Regions from separate parts of the Mus musculus genome. Here region 2 is linked to region 1. A link is a contact called in public Hi-C data. All regions are on one chromosome and are shown on one strand. The core of a region is the stretch at or near the end of the contact, and the rest is flanking DNA. Distances in the headings are between cores, read along the strand shown.

The links. A called contact is a pair of places that touch in the nucleus more often than the background predicts.
Region 2: a contact with region 1 is called in a Hi-C map of the Ba/F3 cell line, with 2.3 times the contacts expected there. The contact joins two enhancer-like sites. A contact is called at or near these places in 3 of 39 promoter capture datasets (the 3T3-L1 cell line, the C10 cell line and HPC-7-derived erythroid cells), 3 of 15 datasets of contacts at CTCF or cohesin (CD8 T cells, large pre-B cells and pro-B cells), 2 of 484 Hi-C or Micro-C datasets (the Ba/F3 cell line and bone marrow-derived macrophages), 1 of 115 datasets of contacts at active chromatin or transcription factors (large pre-B cells) and 2 of 9 other capture datasets (adipose tissue and liver).

What each region holds. Positions count from the first base shown.
Region 1 is chr5:72,757,854-72,761,199 of GRCm38.p6, reverse strand. It overlaps Tec (tec protein tyrosine kinase), which reads left to right. Exons shown (of 19, transcript NM_001113460.2): 16 at 793-857. Among named protein-coding and RNA genes, the nearest start is that of Txk, 6.8 kb to the right of the region's middle. Within about 2 kb of position 1,484, at least 30 of the 459 cell types and tissues checked have an H3K27ac peak or open chromatin away from gene starts, as enhancers often do. A contact at or near this core is called in the Ba/F3 cell line, where this site is marked.
Region 2 is chr5:72,890,227-72,893,572 of GRCm38.p6, reverse strand. No RefSeq gene overlaps it. Among named protein-coding and RNA genes, the nearest start is that of Slain2, 22 kb to the left of the region's middle. Within about 2 kb of position 1,877, at least 8 of the 459 cell types and tissues checked have an H3K27ac peak or open chromatin away from gene starts, as enhancers often do. A contact at or near this core is called in the Ba/F3 cell line, where this site is marked.

The sequences.
Region 1 (3,346 bases), core at 235-2,734:
GGTGCAGATAATTCAAGAGGTGGGCATTAACTGTCACTTGAGAGAGACTCTTAAATGTGCTCAGAGGAAAGGAGCTCTGGGGAATTATCACACAGGAAAAACAAGCATCCGACGAGTGAGGGAGAAACCTTGCCCCATCAGTTGAGGTGTTAAAAACACCATTATTTTGCTTCTGAGAAGCCCTCTGTCATTCTACCAAATTATTATATTGGTTCATGTAATTCTTGATGGATTCAAGAATACACCAAACCCCAAATAACATATGTGTGTGTTTTACCAGCTGAGTATATTATGTCTTAATATATTAGCAACCTCATACACGATAAAGCAGGTCCTGTGTCTATACTTGGCCATTCTTCTGTCTGTTGAGGTGACCACTCTCAGGTTACTGGTCACTGTGATGATTGTGTGTTTCTACTGTTACCTAGAGAGAATTCATCTTTAATCTAGATTAAAGACTTAAGAGTGTTATCAACATCAGTAAGAAAATCACATAGTAATACAATAGGCCTGGACCAGGAAGAAGGTTGGAATGTCCGTTGATCCTCATGAAGTGTGATGTTGGTAAAGACAGTGCCATAATGCCTTGTGACATTTCTAATCTGTCTTTTTTTCAGGTTGCTTCAGATTTTTGTTGGAGGTACCTTCAGTATGGCTGTAAACAGTTTATATGAACACATGTACAGTTCTTTCTGATGTGGACTGTATTATATTTAGTAGAAAGTGAACTTCTGTTGTTCCTTTTTTTGCAGGACCTTTTAATAAATGTAACGTCATAATCTTGTTTTCCAGGCTGCCAGAAATTGTCTAGTGAATGAAGCAGGAGTTGTCAAAGTATCTGATTTTGGAATGGCCAGGTATGGCTGAGTACTGTGTGCTTTTAAGTGGTCACATTATATTTGAATAATTAATAAGCATGGGAAGGCCTTGGGAAATAGCTCAGAGGATAAATTGCTTCCCTCCCAAGCCTGAGTTTGACCAGAATGCAGGAAAAAATCCAGGAGTGGTGGCTTAGGCTTTGTAACCCCAGAACTGGAAAGGCAGAGACTGGTGGATCTCTGAGGCTCTCTGGCTAGAAAACCCAGATTAATTGATGAACCCTAAGCCGTTGAAAAGAGACTAGGCAGACAGCGTTCCTGCCCATGCAATCCAAGGTTGCCTCTGTCCTCTCTATGCACGAACTGCCCACAAGCAAACCCTCCCCAAACTGAAATAAAAACTCAGGCCTCGGGCCCTGGTTGTAGTGATGCTTGTTGTAATCTAGTACTTAGAGGTGGAGGCGGGAGAATCCGGATTTCAAAGTCATTCCTGGCTATATACCAAGTTTGAGGCCAGCCTGGGCTACATGAGATCCTGCCTTTAAAATTTTAATGTGGGAATGATTTGCACCAATAAAGCAATAAGGAAATCTCTTCAACTGTTGTAAGGGTAAATGAGGCTAATTACTATTGTGGCATTGGTAATTCTTTCCACTAGATGGTAGTAGAGCCTATATAATATCTCTCTCTCAATTTGTTTGGTGATTCAGTGCTTAGTATATCCTTGTTCGCAATGTTTTTAATCTCTTAGTTTTTCTACTTTTACTAGTGTTAGAATAGACGTTTAAGAAGCATTTTGTCTGTCCTCCCCTTTCCCTCTGTCCCTTGAGTCATGCATATATTAAAAATCAGGTGTCTACTGGGTGAGGAGCCTAACCCTGTGAGCCACATCGGTGAGTAAACTGAAGGCTGAGCCCACATGTAGTGCAAACGATGGAGAAAGGAGATACATAGCCCTGGGGAAAGTGACTGTGACAGAGCAGGGTGGGGTCAGCAGACAGTGGCTGTCAGTCCAGTCTGTGCCTTTTGTGCTCCAGATGTGTCGGAAAGGAACTTTTTATTTACAAACAGTTAAAAAAGAGACTAAAAGCATGTCAGGACACCTGAGAATTATCTGAAACCTAAGTCTCTGTCCATTGAAAAAACCAAAAACATAGTGTTATTGAGACTTTCAACTTGCAGTCTTGACTAACTGTTGATACCATCTGTGGTCACTTTCACACTGCAGATGAAAAACCTTGAGCTGTCACACGGACGGTGTGCCCTGCAGATACTGAAATCCTCTGTATTATCTGTTTCGTCTTTCCCTGAAATCTTCTACTGTTCGGTGAAAGAGCTAACTTGGGAGTGGGGGAAGGGACGGCCGCTGGAGATCTGGTGACCAGAAAGGCTTTTCTTGCATGGGAACATTGAGTGAACAACACAGGAGAACCATAGTGGTGCCACCTTAAGTCTGGGACTAGTGTGACCTGCCCAGGGAATCAGAAGAGGGCCAAGGAAGCTGGTCCAGAGGCAGAGCTAAGAGCAGTCAAGAAAGTAGAGCAATGTTGGGTCTTCGGGCCAACACCAACCCCCAAGAAGACGCTGGCCTTTGGTGGCCTGAATGCTATCTTTAGTAGTTTCTGATTCTCGAAGCTGATTACCCAGTCCTCTCTATGTGCTCTAGGTAAAGATAGTTAGCACCTGAAGGGGAACCCTGCACTGTCTATCGCCATTCTTCATATTTGGCTTGCAGAAAGCTGGTACTTTTCCACCAGTCCTTTTAGAACTACTCCTTATGCACTACATTCAGACGTCTCTGACTGACAACTATTTGATCCAGCCCAAGGTGGCATTGTCCACCAGATACCATTTTTGTCCATTCAAGGGGAAGTCGGTGTGCTCATCTGAATCTTTGCTCCTGGCAGCTTTAGCATTGACTTCCTATAAATATGTAATGCATTAACAATCCCTCTGATAAATTCCTGCTGCACATACAGCGAAGGGGCTGAAGTCCTCACATCTGTCACTCATCAAAGATTCTTCCCACAAGTGGTCAATGCTACAGCTTCCATGTGTCTTTCTGGATGGATCTGGAAATGTTCAGATAGAAAAAGAATAAAGCATGGTTTGAGAGTGTGTGTGTAGGGACAGTGTGCTGGTATATAAATATGGTATATTACCATCATCTTAAACCTCCTTTTGCCTCTGATCTTTCTAATGCAGTGCTCTCATTGCTTACGTGTGCTGTAGCTTTAAATTGAGGGACTGTGGGGCTCAGAGCACGGACGGCTCTAGTTACTTGTTACCCCTTCCTGTAAGCAGCTCTTCTTCAGATATTTTGCATGCAGGGCCTTTGGATAAAATTTTGTTCAGAGAACAAAGACACGTACCCTACCCCATAAGTTTGCAACAGTTGTATAGTATTCTGCCTCTGTTACCTCATAAGAGAGAAAGATAAACAGCAGTACAATAAAAGTCCACACACTGGGTCACCTCTTCAGATTCTTAACTCAAGCCGAGGAGCTAGACAGACGTCATTGGGCAAG
Region 2 (3,346 bases), core at 628-3,127, 130 kb before region 1:
TCGGGGACATACAGAATTGGGGCTGGCAGGTTAAGCAGGTCTGGGACTGAGACAGTAAACTTAATCTGTGGCTTGGTGGCTTCTGCCAAGAAGGTGGCTCATGGGAAAAAAAAAAGGGTGTGTGTGTCATTTGACCTAGATACTGGTTGGGGAAAACAAATCTATGTAGAAATAAACATAAAAAAGATGGTGGAAGGCAAGCTACTCAGTGTTGCAGAAGGGCGTACAGATGAAGAGAGAAGCCAAGGTTGTCTTTACAGACTTGCCGTGATATCATGGTTTATGAGTTACAGATGTTGGCTATGTATAGGTATGAGTTACAGATGTTGGCTATGTATAGGTATGAGTTACAGATGTTGGCTATGTATAGGTACAGTATGGATGGGCGTGGGGGTCTGTTTGGCAAGAATGCCTGGTAAGAGTGGCATCTTGGTAACAGTGAGCACGCCTCACACCAGTTTGGTGTCTAAAGTAATTGACTGAAAGGACCTGGAGCTCACTGGAGAAGTTTCCAATTCCAGGTTGCCGAGGGAGACCCAAGATAAGATAAAGATCATTTTGCAACTGAGAATAGGGAAGGTCTCAGGTCTACAGGACATGTTAAAGAGGATCCCACTTGCCAAATTTGGGACAACATTAGCACCAAAAATAAATATTAGTTGTGGATTCTAAGCCAAAGAGTAAAATGAAATATGCCATATATTGGCATGCAGAAGTGAATGAATGTGTAAGTGAGTGTCCATATTATAATAGCCTGCCAAGTAGGGAAGGTAAAAGAAACAACAGAGTCAGGAGGCAGCAGCTGCTAACAGTTGAGGAAACAGTTGGTCAAAGTTTCACTAGAGAAAGGATGCTTGTATGGTCCCAACCTGTTATCCCATCAACATACTGGGTTTGGGTTTGTTTGTTTGTTTGTTTGTTTGTTTTAACTAGGAGCCGGAAACATTATTCACTTAGCAACAGAGAAACAAAATAGTTGCTCATTAAAGAGACAAGTTGATGCTGCGTGCCTCCTGATTTTGTTCTGAGAAAAGAAAATTGAGTGAGGGATGGAGGGAATATAGATGATTGATGGATGGGCAGATAGAAAGACAGACAGAATGTTAAAGCACCATTAAGCAGTGAATCCGAGTCCTAGATGAAGAGGATATAATACCTTTAGGCTCGTGTTGTATAATTTTCTCCCCCCCTCCCATTATTTTTTTTTAGAAAGTACCATATCCTTTTAAAAAATTAGGTATTTATTTCATTTACATTTCCAATGCTATCCCAAAAGTCCCCCACATGCTCCCCCACCCACCCACTCCCACTTCTTGGCCCTGGCGTTCCCCTGTACTGGGGCATATAAAGTTTGCACAACCAATGGGCCTCTCTTTCCAGTGATGGCTGACTAGGCCATCTTTTGATACATATGCAGCTAGAGTCAAGAGCTCCGGGGTACTGGTTAGTTCATAATGTTGTTGCACCTATAGGGTTGCAGATCTCTTTAGCTCCTTGGATACTTTCTCTAGCTCCTCCATTGGGGGCCCTGTGATCCATCCAATAGCTGACTGTGAGCATCCACTTCTGTGTTTGCTAGGCCCCAGCACAGTCTCACAAGAGACAGCTATATCTGGGTCCTTTCAGCAAAAAATATAACTCTTAGAAAAACACCACTGACACAGTATGAGTGAGTAAATTGGCTAGGAGAGACAGTAAGTATTTGAGGTGTGAGATGCAAGACGCGAGACGTGAGGTGCAATCTCAGTTACCACCAGGATCCGGATCACAATCCCGGTGACATTCCGGCAGCTAGTGTCCACACCCTTCAAAGTAAAAAGTCAATACCTCGAGGTAACAGAGAGACAATGCAGTAACCTCGCCGAAAGCCAGGAAGCGCCACCTAGTGGCAAGAAGGAGACTTTACTATGGAATTCAAACTGCGGGGGCCCATTTGGGCTCCTACCAGCCAGGGCGTCAAAATCCCCAGGGTGATCTATCTTCAGCTAGCTTGATAAAGTCAAATTTACCAAGTGTCTTAATGATTACTGAAAAGTTTTTTTTTTTCCTGAGAGGATTTAGTTTTCGTTTGTTTGATTTGTTTTTTAATGCAAGAATACTTTGCAAGGCTGGGTGGTGCACAGCATCTGTCTTTAATCCCAGCATTTGAACTCAGTGAGCCTCCTGCCTCTGTCTTCCGAGTGCTGGGGTTAAGGCACCAGCCGGGCTCAGCTGCAACAAGTGTTCTTAACCACCATCTCTCTATCCCTCTCAATATTTTATTTATTTAGAGGAAAACCTTCTGAAGCAAAGATGGCAAAAAATATGTAAATAACGTAGAAAAGACCACGTATTGGACATTGATTTATTTAGTGAGTTATAGAAAGCACTGCTGTACTGCCTAGTTACCAAGCGTGACTTGCTTCTGTTCTAGGTACCCTTGCTACCTGGAACAGAAAGCCCGGGAGCCGAAACAATGGGCCATATCCTTTAACAACCTGCTGACTGCTGACTGCCACATAGGCTTCTGTAAGATCTACACTGTTCACTCCACACTGTGGGTTTAGACCAGTGTTTCTCAAGCTTCACAATGCTGAGACCCTTTAATACAGTTCTTCATGCTGTGCTGACCCCCAGCCATACAATCATTATCGTCGCTAATTCATCACTGTGATTTTACGAGTGCCATGAATTGTAATGTAAATATCTGATAGTGACCTCTGTGAAACAGTTGTCCCTAAAGGGGTCACAACCTACAGGTTGAGAACCACTGTTTTAGAGTAGAAAATGAAACTACAAATAGGACCCGATCCTGAGGGCTTTCAGGAACGATCCTGACTTCAGTCTACCCATGACATCTCTTCCTCTCCCCTCTGTGTCAGAGTGCTTATTCCAGAAAGATAGGCACTATTTAAATAGAGATGGTGAGACTAAAGGGGTAGTCCAGTGGTTAGGATCACTTGCTGTTCTTCTAGAGAACCCCGGTTCAATTCCCAGCACCCACGTGGTGGCTCACAGCTATGTTACTCCAGTTCTTCTTCTTCTTCTTCTTCTTCTTCTTCTTCTTCTTCTTCTTCTTCTTCTTCTTCTTCTTCTTCTTCTTCTTCTTCTTCTTCTTCTTTTGTTTTTGTTTGTTTGTTTGTTTGTTTTTTGGTTTTTCGAGACAGGGTTTCTCTGTGTAGCCCTGGCTGTCCTGGAACTCACTTTGTAGGACCAGGCTGGCCTCGAACTCAGAAATCTGCCTGCCTCTGCCTCTCAAGTGCTGGGATTAAAGGCGTGTGCCACCCCGGTTTACTCCAGTTCTAATCCAGTGCTTTCACCTGCCCTCTGTAAGCATGGCACACATGTGGCACGCAGGCAAAACATT